Linked DNA regions of Anser cygnoides: region 2 is linked to region 1. Evidence: chromatin contacts called from public Hi-C data. All regions are on one chromosome and are shown on one strand. The core of a region is the stretch at or near the end of the contact, and the rest is flanking DNA. Distances in the headings are between cores, read along the strand shown.

Region 1 (5,764 bases), core at 512-3,011:
AGTGAAATGTACATAAACCAACACCAAGCAAAGCCAGAGGAAACATCTTTCTATTCATTTGGTACTGTCTCACACCCTAACTGAGGTGACTGTCATGTTCTGAGCTGCTAATGAAGAGAATGGCTTTGCTCTTCCTATTTCCTGCTGCTTGATCCCCACTCTTCCCTTGTGGCAGTAAAGGCACTAAAATAGTCTAAGAGAGACCAGATCATTATTTGACCACAGAAAGGAAGACGTACACATACACAGAGCCCATGTGTGGGAAGAGTATGATTGCCCTTTTAATGGTAGCAGTTTTTAAGGGACTAAGCCTGTTAAGAAGTCATATCCATATGAAACGTTAGGATTTGAGTATCTCCCAGGTGCAAGCCACTTTTATTATGGCTCTTAAATTTATATGCACCAGACCTTGCTTAAGTCATTAATGAATACTGTATCCATTTTTTTTCTTCCTTTAGCTCATGCAATCCTTGTGCCAGAGCAAAGACTGTAATGTTTGATTTACTGTTAGGTCTCAGGTTAGAAAAGAAACGAAAGTCTGAAAAAATTTGTATCTTCATCATAAAGGTATGGCTGAAAACTGATTAGAATAAAGATAGTGAAAAATGCTTAAATCTTTTTAGTAAATCTCAGTGCCTGAAAATGTGAAGTAAGAAAAATGCCACAGCTCAGACTACAGCACAGCTACTGCTACCAGTATCTTTTACCTCTTGGGATGGGTCACTGACCACCCCATTGCTCTGGATCCCACCAGCTAAGACTAATTTTTCTCCCAAGTGCTTGTAAACTTAACATCACTGCCTTCGTCTGCCACAAACTATGTCCTTACATCATGCAAAGAACAGAAAACCTGAGTGGTTTATCAGCTGCTTTTATTCCTTTCAGGAAAATGACATCTCTCAATTATCATCCGGTATGTATCACCCATAGCACGTGCTTCCTTTGCCATTCCCTTGCAAGGTGGAATATTTTTATGGTTCTTGAGGAAAAACTGTTGTGCTTGAGCTAAATTCAAGGTTAAAAATCCTTCCTAATCCCAGCAACCAATCAGTTTTTTTACAGAGGGTTCTCCCTCCAAAAGGGGCAATGTCAGTTGAGGAGAGACCCTGTCTGTCCTGATCTTGTTGTATCAAAATATTTACTTAGTTATCAGGTGGTGGCAATCTTCCATTATGCAAGATTGCAAAGTCATTATGGGTATTGTGTAGGTGAGAGAAGAGTTACTCATCTATGGTAAATTGCTTTACTGAGATAAATTGCATTTTCTCTGCTCTGTTTTGGTATCTTCATCTACCAGTGGTGATAGTGTTGGGCTGGGAAGTACTAATAGCTGCTATCAGGTGAGTCATTAATCTGAAGATCTTCAGATTTATCGGTGGCTGTGCCAAGGGCGTTTCAGATCACACAGTTTGTTGCCTGTGTGTGTGTTACAGTAGAAAGCAGAGAAACATAGTATTGTCTGTTGTTTTCTGAAGGAGCAATCAAATTTTGGGGAATGTAAGGTTTATTTACATGGCACATTCAAGGATTCCTGCATAAGGAACCTAACTTTTTGTGGTTTGGTCCCATTATATTCCTGATATATGAGTTTATTTTCTAACAAATAAACAAGGTAAAGAGATAGTATTACCTAACTCATTGCCTGTTTTTCACTGTCATGGAAAGAATCTGGTGAGACCCTAAGTGCTGTCGACTTTCACCCTTGTGCAATATGACCTCCAAAGAGGCAAAGCATAATTTTATTTTATTTTTACTTCAGAGACCAGACTACAGTGTATCAGCCTAGGCAGTTTTATTTAACAGTATACGCATGAAAGCCTTGCAACTGCTACTGGCATTATGCATATGAAGCATAACCAATCAGTAGATTTCTTTTAGGTTAGATGGGTGCTCTGTCTTTGAAAGATCAGTGCTGCTGTGTTTCTACCTTACAACTCCTTACCTCTGCTAAGGGGAAACTTAAGAGCTTGGTTGTACCTCTTATAGCTGCTTAACTCTCAGAGGCCATTGGAAGGATTCCCTTTGTTAGTCCACATGCTGCTACATGCAAATGAGACACAAATGAGAACTTATTCCACATTTCATTTCACATTCCAACAAAAAAAAAAAAAAAGAAGAACATTTGTACTCTTTCCCCATTTTTGCATATGTGTAATACTGGAAAGCTTTCTCAATACTAGGACAACATCAAATCAGCAGCTAAGACAGACGTCAATAAGGCCAAAGTTCAGGAAAAGCTTTATGGAAATTCCCAAAATTTTACAGGATAGGAACATATTTAAACACAAACTTTGTTTTCTGAGCATGCATAGATCTCTGCCAGAACTTGCAGCCTCTTTGCGGTAACTTCTTCCTGGAAAGAGAGAGTAACATGAGCAAGGCTTTATTATCTGTTACTATGGTTTAAGCAACAGGAGGAAGAGCCAGCAATGTTTGACCCAGTGAGACTATCATCAAGTCATCTATGAAGGTCCGGGCAGAATTCCTCTGCTGTAGAGATGTTTAACCTGCTTTAACTGTTGTTGTTGCTTTCTCTCTGATAAAACAAATGCTGTCAGGAAAAATAATTTTGTAATTTTTGGTTTGTGTAAAGCTCGTAGCCAGAAAAATCTATGGTTTTCATTAAAAAAAAAAAAGTATTTTTTCAGGGAAAAAGGAAAATTATGACTCAGATCATCAGTAATCAACTGAGTATATTTTAACAATTACTGTTTCATTCAGTCTTAAGATTATAAGTTTGAGATCTTTCATGGGAAAACTGAAAATCAAACTGCAATTATAGTAAATTGCTAAAACCTTGTTGGCTTTTAACGATTTATTTTTAAAAGATGCTGCTTCTCTTGGTTTCCTCTGCAGTGCATAATATAAGTTTATCAGATAAGTGATTTTCATTAGGGGAAAATTATAAGCAATCTGAAAAGGAAGAGAAGATTTGCAGTTAGCCTTCATCAGTTACTTTCAGTGCCTTTGAGCAAAGCAGGTAACTCTCCTAGCTCCTATTTTCCAGCTGTAAAATGGGGTAATAGTTCTCAGCAAGCTGAGAGACTCCTGTGAGGATAAATGCAGAAGAACAAGCTGCACGATCAATGAGCAATGGAGGGCCATATGTAACCGAAGACAGATTCCACCATGGCTGCCTTCTCCACATTAATTTGTAATAGCATGCTTACTCTTTCAATTAAACCTCACAATCACGTTTCTGCCAAGCTTAGTGTTGCTTCCAGTTTCAGTGAAACTTCACAAGTTGGAACATTGCCTACAGCTGACAGTGACATTTAAATGCAAGAAAACCAAGCTTATTCATGGCCAAACCTTGTATAATGCCAAGCCTTGTCAGTCTATGGTACAGATCTGGTTTAAACAAATAAACATCCAGTTCATTTTCACTAACCTTGGAAGAGTTTGCATCACCTAAATGCTCTGCTCTGGATCCAAGGGGTTATGGGTGTTCAAAAGCAAAGTATTTATACCAACAAGAGGCATCTAGGCAGAGTGCTATGTTTTTGCAAAAGGGTGCTTGGTCACTTGAAATGTAAGCCCTTTTCTGTTTTTCATGTAGACCAAATATAACTTGGACCTCAGAGGAGGGGGGCAGGTTGTGAGAGGAAGGTCTTTCTGTGCCTACTTGTTCAGTGGCCATTTTTTTTTTTTTGCATATATAGTTTTCTTAATAGAGGACCAGCTGTTCTGCAAGCATAAAGTTATTTTATGTTATTAACCAGGATAGAGTAAAAGAATCCACACAGTTGAGACTTGAAACATTTACTGTGTTTATTTTTGTGATCTTCACCCAAGCCCACAGAACTAGGAAACCCCACAGCCATCTGGGGCGGGGGGGGAGGAAGAACACATTACTGTTGCTTAGGAGAGAAAAGATGGACTTAAGTTGCAGTTCAGTGACTTACCCAAGACCTTTCTGCTCCAAAATTGCCTGTCTGCATGTGCAGTTCATAGCTGCAAGAGCCCTTTGGTGCTTGTGTGTTAGTGAAGAATCAAGCATTGTGGACTGTTGCCTGGCCAGGGCAGAATGGGGTCAGGCTGGCTCTGCTTTCTGTACCTGCAGGAGAGTCCCCTTCACAAGGAGGCTATTCTGTAGCTGCCTTCTGGCACCACGTTTATTTAGTTGACCAGATAGTCTTTGGGTGTACAAGATGAGGTAAGATGGCTGAGACATAGAAAGTAATACCCATGCTTGGCCTCTTCCTTTCTGCCCACAAGTGAACTATTTTTGCTATTTGAACTCACTCGGTAGTGCTGTTTTTGTTTGTTTGTTTGTTTGTTTGTTTTTAAAAAGTGAAGCACCTATTACTAAAAAGACTCTTCCATGGCCTCCACTGCACAAGTAAGGGCTGACATCTGCCCTGGAACCCCAGCAGTCAGTATCTATTATGTTCATGTCTGTAGCTTGTTCCTGCTTTGGCTCTTCCAGGTTAATCCGATTTTCAAATGCCTGAACTGCAGGAACATTCATTCCGTGATAAAACACAGAGCTCCCAACTTCTCTTCATTTAGCTTTACGCCTAAAACCTGTCTTCTCTCCAGCAAACAGGCTGTGACCCCTCTGATTTCCACTGGTGGAATAACTCTTTATCACAATTCTAACTTTCCAGGCAAATTATTATTTTAACTTAAAATGTATGGCTGGATTTTTCTTCCTCTCTGAAGAAAGATGTCCATCGAGAGAGATGTGCAGCTTCTTGCTCCCCTGGAAACAGTAGAAGATGCAAGAAGTGGTATTGATTTTCATGCTTAAAAGAAAAAAGGAAAAAAAAAAATAAAAAAGCCCTGCATGTTTTCTGTTCGCAATAGCTTCATCTGAGTAAACACAACACTGTGAAAGAGAACAGTAAAGCCTCTGTGAGGTAGCAGTGGGTTTTTAGACATGCTATACATACTCAACCTCCAAGCTGGCTTACAACATGTCTGATATACTGTGCTCTTATGTCTATGTTTAGGTGCCTTTTATCAGTGCAGACATACAGCTGCAGCTCTACTGTGAAGCTTCATTTTTTGCTTATATAGTAAGACCATACCTGGCCACAACCCCACACAGGAAAAGCTATACCAGGAAAACCACATTTTTGCTAGAACAACGGAGTCATTTGGGGCTTTGGTTGGCACAGCTCTGCTGGGGAAATCACAATTCTCCATGCTCCTAGTTGGCATTGCTGTTAGCAGAAGTTTGGAACAGAGTCATAGTTTCACAGGACTCTCATAGTTCAAGAAGAACAGATTGCCTTTGAACTTACTGATCCCAGGAGACTTAGGTCTTTGGTGTTTTTCTTTACAGTCCTGGGAGCTTGTGTGGGTTAGAACAGTCTTTTGCAGAGCTTTTGTAATGTGCTGTGATTTGTTTTAAACAAGAATACCCCTTCTTCACCCATAGCTGCTTCTACCACACTATTTATAGGAGCAGATTTGTGTATTGTCTTCTTCAGGAGATAGTCTGTAACAATTTTTACTCTAACTCATAACCATTTCTTTTTTAAATGGCGAAGTTTGCCATTGGACTGGGAAAGTAGATCTTGTTCCAGTTACCTTTGTGGCTTTAAGTCTTGTGCAGGAAAAAATATCTCAACCCTACAGACAAAATAACATTCCCTCTTTACCCTGTCATCCAGCACCCTGCCTCAAAAAAAAGAAAGTAAAAACAAATATAGAGAACAGAAGAACAGAAGTAGAATGTGTATTTAAACATGAAACCATCTATATCCATCCTGCCAACAAACACAACAGTATTAATCCCTTTTATACTTATTTTAAA
Region 2 (5,199 bases), core at 652-3,151, 270 kb before region 1:
CCCCTCTCTTTCTATCCTTCTCACTCTTTTCTGAAATGAGGAGAGTGCTGTGAAAGGTGAAATAAATCAGTTCCTGTGAGCTATGATTTGGGGTCGTTAGTGCCAATACTCCTATCTCCCCTGTGTGTCAAGATCTACAGGATCTGAAGAAATCTTTGTTTCAACTGATCCATTTTTTTTCCGAGGGGCTCCGCAGTGTCATCTGGATCTTCCTTCAGAAATCTGTTCTGTTTGTAGTTGGAGTTGCACAAACGGGCAAGTGTTTTACTTCTTTGAATAAACTTTGCAAGTATATACGTAGACTTTCCTTACAGCATTTCACTGAAATATTTTTCTGTATAATTGCTTACCCATCTCTCAAATATAAAGATTAAGAAACTGAAAAAAAAAAAAGGAAAGAAAAAGCTAAAGTATGTAACATTCATTGAACTAAAACCAAATCCAACTTAATCATGCAACTAGTCTTTCAACAAAAAACGTATTATTTCAAAGGAGGAAATGATCGGTCCTCTTTGGATACTAGGTGTTGTCTTCCTGGGGGAACTGGAGCAGTTCTGCTTAAATCCTGACTTGCAGAGGACTCCACGTGTCAGGGAATATAGATAGCACTCTGTGGACAGAAGGGGACTAAGGACACCCTGTATACTGCAAGAAGAAAAAACATATAAGCTCCTTAAAAGAGGTCAGGTAGATAAAATAATTTATTATTTTGTCATCAAGAGTTGTTTCCAACAAGTCAGTGCAAAAGGACAAGTTGAATGGCACAGTGTTATTACACGTCTTTCCAAAATGCTGATTGAGTCCTAAACCACTTGACCCACAAAGTCAGAGCTTCTCTAGTACTCCCTGTGCTTCACTGCTGATACTATATTGACCCCTCTAATTCACTTTTGGACAGAGACTTTTTCTTTTACTCTTCTGTAGAAATAGTCTTTTTAGCATTAAAATCACTATAGACAGAAAAAAAGTAGGGTGAGGGGTGGGGGCAGTGGAGAGAGTGAAGAAGCATTTCACTTTAAAAGAAAGATGTCAAAACAAGATACTTCAAAATTTAAACAGGTGTATGCTTTTAAAGATCTAAGTCATTGAGCCAAACCTTTCCAGTGGAAAGATTCAGTTTCATCATCTCTGTGTTTTCTCGTAACTACTGTTTCATTAGAAAAATTATCAAACAACTCTATTTTGACATATGTATTTTTATATCTACTATTTTCTCTTGGGTTCACATCACTGAGCAGACAAATCAACCATGACAGTGGAAACTGAATCCAGCAATGTTGATGACTCAAATCAGGAAGCAGAGCCTGTCCAGCTTTTGGATGATGAAGCAAACAAAAATCTACCAGTCAGAAAGAAGACTACGTGTTGCACGGGATTGAAGGTTTGGTTCTTATCATGTTAAGAAATCTCATTCAAGGTTTGACATTATAGTTTACTTACTTCTTGTTCCCCCTGTCTTTTTTGGAAACAAATACACACTGCAGACGCAGGGAAGGGCTGGATCTTATCTAACTTTCCCTAAAAATAAAAAATAATTTAAAAAATCCTAATCTAACATTTACTGTTAAATTACTTATAGTTAGGTTCCCATTTTGGTCACTGAAGACAGGTAGTCTCCAATGGAAGACTTGAAATATCCTAAAACAGGTAGCTACAATACATTGACGTCTGGAGTTGTTATCAACACCCATTTTTAGAGCTAAAATGAGGTGATATGAATCATATTCCAGGACTTCATCTAATCCATTGATTCATGCAAGCATTCACACTTTCAGGAGAACACAGGAACAACAGACTGAACAAAGCTGGTAAGCTAGTGAGAATTTTGCTTTCATGTTAAAGACTTTAGTATTTATTGCTTGTGGCTCAGGTACAAATAAAAGATTATTTGAAAAATATAGGCATTTGTAAACTTCTCAAACACCCAGAGTGGTTTGGCTCAAGTACCAGGCAAAGTTTGTTATATTTCTTCTTTTATCTGACTCACATCTGCAAAAAAATACACCTGCAAAAATAGAATCTGAGCTCTCTGGGAGACTCACAGGACTAACTTTACCATCATATACATGGGCAATGCTTCAAGCATGTGGATCTATATCTGCATGTTCCTGTGACTGACTTTATGGCAATTAGAGTTTAATAGAGATAATACCTTGGAGGTAACAAAAGACAAACTGTTCTTCTACCTCACCTTCCTGTCAAATATTTTAGGGTTTACATGGGGACTGCATTTTCAAACACAAAATATCTAAGTCATTTTTGTTTGTGTTTTCATGCTTATCGGCAGTTTGCAGTTCCAGCCAAAACCTCTGAGACCACTGCTGGTATAAGGCAGAAAAGGTGGTTCTCACACACTTTTTTGCCAGTTGAGCTCAGGAAATCCAAAACAGATCAGGACAAAAGCCTGCACTCATGTGATTTTGTCTTCATTCCTTGACCAAAAGAAAAGTACCTATTTTCAAGCATGTGCTTGACTTCATTACTTACAGTAGATAGAATTGCAAAGTCTGAACCTATATTTACTTTTGTTTACTTACCCAAAGTTGTGGTGTATTGGAACTTTTACCCACTGAGCAATAAGTCTATTTGTTTTTAGATTATGTTGAAATAGTTAGATAATATTTAAACAAACTTAGTTTAACTTGTTTTCAAATACACCTTTATTTGCAAAAACCACAATGTGTGTTAGTGGAAGTAACTATGAAATTACTAAGAATTTCAAGCTTCCCTTTATGAAATATATGATACAGAAGCAATACAGACATGATTCACATATTTCAAAATATATTTTAGACAGAGAGGAACTCAAATAAGCCTGTACTGCCTTCCACATACTAGGATACCACGAAAACTTGCATAAAGCCTTTATTTTGGTGTCATGGCTAGCTATATGTTTGAGTTAGAACCAGTTATGAACTGAGATAAAGTAAGTGACATGTGGCCCAAGCAGAAGATAATTGGAGCTAAGATTAATTTTAGGTTGGACTAGTTCCATTAAATCTATCTTGATGAGGTATTTCACCTGTGTCAAATTTTTACATTTCTGTGATATTTAGAAATCTAACCATTTTGATTGCCCAACATGGGCCTCAGCTTTTTGATAAATTTAACCACAGGATGCCAGTAAGGTAAACAGTCCCCAGTGAGTTGTCTGCCAAATTTAAGTTCTAGAGTCCACAGGATTCCTGCTCTGGAATACCTATGACCAGCAAGGCAGGGAAGATCAGGCTGTCTGATCATTAAGACAGCCATTGCAACCCTGAACGTGAATAAAGCAAGTGGCTGCTTTCAGTGCAGCACCCACCACCAGCCCTTTCCTGTGGGGAGAACCTAAGCAGGGAGCAAACATCATTGAGTCCACCCTGGCGCCACTCTCTCATAACTAGGGTACAAGAAAATTCACACACAATGTTTTCACTGTAATTTGAGTAACAAATGAACACCATGATGCTTGTTCTGCACAGTTTTAAAAATATTTTGATCTCTATTTGACCGGTTTTCCTGTCCCTACTTCCCATTTTTTTTGTCTTAATCTTCCCTCAGATGTTTCTCGCTGCTTTATCGTTCAGCTACTTCAGTAAAGCATTGTCTGGTACAATTATGAAAAGTTCCGTCACACAGATTGAACGAAGGTTTGACCTTCCATCCTCTACTGTTGGTTTCATCGATGGGAGCTTTGAGATGGGTAATAATATTCTGTAACATGCAGCAAACTGTTTAGAGAACTATGAGATATAACATCTGGCATTAATTTTGGTTCATTACTTTCTAGGTAATTTGCTGGTGATTGCATTTGTAAGCTACTTTGGAGCTAAACTTCACAGGCCCAAAGTCATTGCTGTTGGATGCTTTACTATGGCTTTGGGGAGTCTTTTAACAGCAATGCCTCATTTCTTCATGGGATAGTAAGTACTTATCAAGACTAATTTGAATAACATAGCACTGAAGTTAGATATTGCTTTCTGATTTTTGAATGAAAGCTGGTGCATTTTGAGACTTAGATTTCCAAAGACCTATAGCACCCACTTTAATATACAATGAATTGCACACACCACTGTTCATTATATCTGGTTGAAAAAATATGGCTCTTCTGAAGTAAAAGTTCAATTTCTGGAAAAAACATGAAAATCAATATGCTTTCATTTTCAGTCAGACTTCTTCAGAGAAGAGACAGAGAAGAAAGTGATTCTACGAAATCAATACACTTTTTTTTTTTTTTTTACAAAATCATTTACAAAATCATGTTCTTTGAAAGTCTTCAACCATGCTATTACCCTGATACTATTTCTTAAATTATATACTCTTTCTGAATGGCTAACTGTAAGAACACCTTATTGAGAAAATCAGTGGTAATATAATAATGTGGTATTGCTGGTTGCTAACAGAGATGTCAGGATAACGTAGTTGGGAAAGTCAAATTGTTATGAACCACAATTTCCTATACCTATCAGAATTCACACAATATAGAAACCACCTATATGATTTCCAGAAAAAAAAAAAAAAAAAGATTGAAACTTGTGCTGTTTTGAGCAGGACCTCAACCAGCTCTGAGCTGATAGCCTTATACTGGGAGACATCTCTACCTGAAATCTGACTTTATTTATAGTAACAAGTAACTCTCACGTAAAATCAGGGCTCCAGAGATTACTCATTGAAGAAATCAGCCTACAGAAGTTCTCACTGGAAGAAATCCATCTCCTTGAAAGAGGAAACCAGAACCTTGTTGTGTAAGATGGTGTATTTGTGAAACAGATTCTGCCCTGTTCTGTAGCAACTGCTCACACAAAGCAGCCTTTCAGCTTCAGAGCCAGCAGATGCATCAGTGCTCATAGAACTGGTCCAAGGGCATTTTCTGTTCCAAATGCTCATGTCTGGTTAAATTGATTTACCATGGCTGGTTAAAATAATTTCTATGCATCTTCTCCAGATTCAGAGAATTACTGTATTTTGCTTATATGTGATAATGTTTCTAGCCATAGCTTTGATACAGTGATAACATAATGAAACACATTTCTGTTGCTCTCTTAAGTGTATTAGAATAATTTAAGCTATACTAATGCAAAAAGAAACCTACAGAATACATATATATATTTTTTTTGTCATGATAGTGGATCTTGCACTAGCATTAAGACTTGTATTTTCCACTGTTTAAGCCAAGCTGTGTATCTGTCTCATCTACACTAGGAAACTCATAAAGTC

The links. A called contact is a pair of places that touch in the nucleus more often than the background predicts.
Region 2: a Hi-C map of liver shows a contact between it and region 1, with 11 times the contacts expected there. The contact joins two enhancer-like sites. A contact is called at or near these places in 2 of 7 Hi-C or Micro-C datasets (both in liver).

The regions. Positions count from the first base shown.
Region 1 is chr1:79,786,973-79,792,736 of Taihu_goose_T2T_genome, reverse strand. No RefSeq gene overlaps it. Among named protein-coding and RNA genes, the nearest start is that of BCAT1, 73 kb to the left of the region's middle. Within about 2 kb of position 1,761, at least 1 of the 3 cell types and tissues checked has open chromatin away from gene starts, as enhancers often do. A contact at or near this core is called in liver, where this site is marked.
Region 2 is chr1:80,060,878-80,066,076 of Taihu_goose_T2T_genome, reverse strand. LOC106045475 (solute carrier organic anion transporter family member 1C1-like) reads left to right here. Exons shown (of 14, transcript XM_067000966.1): 2 at 1,239-1,381; 3 at 3,544-3,685; 4 at 3,773-3,905. Among named protein-coding and RNA genes, the nearest start is that of NOBOX, 95 kb to the left of the region's middle. Within about 2 kb of position 1,901, at least 1 of the 3 cell types and tissues checked has open chromatin away from gene starts, as enhancers often do. A contact at or near this core is called in liver, where this site is marked.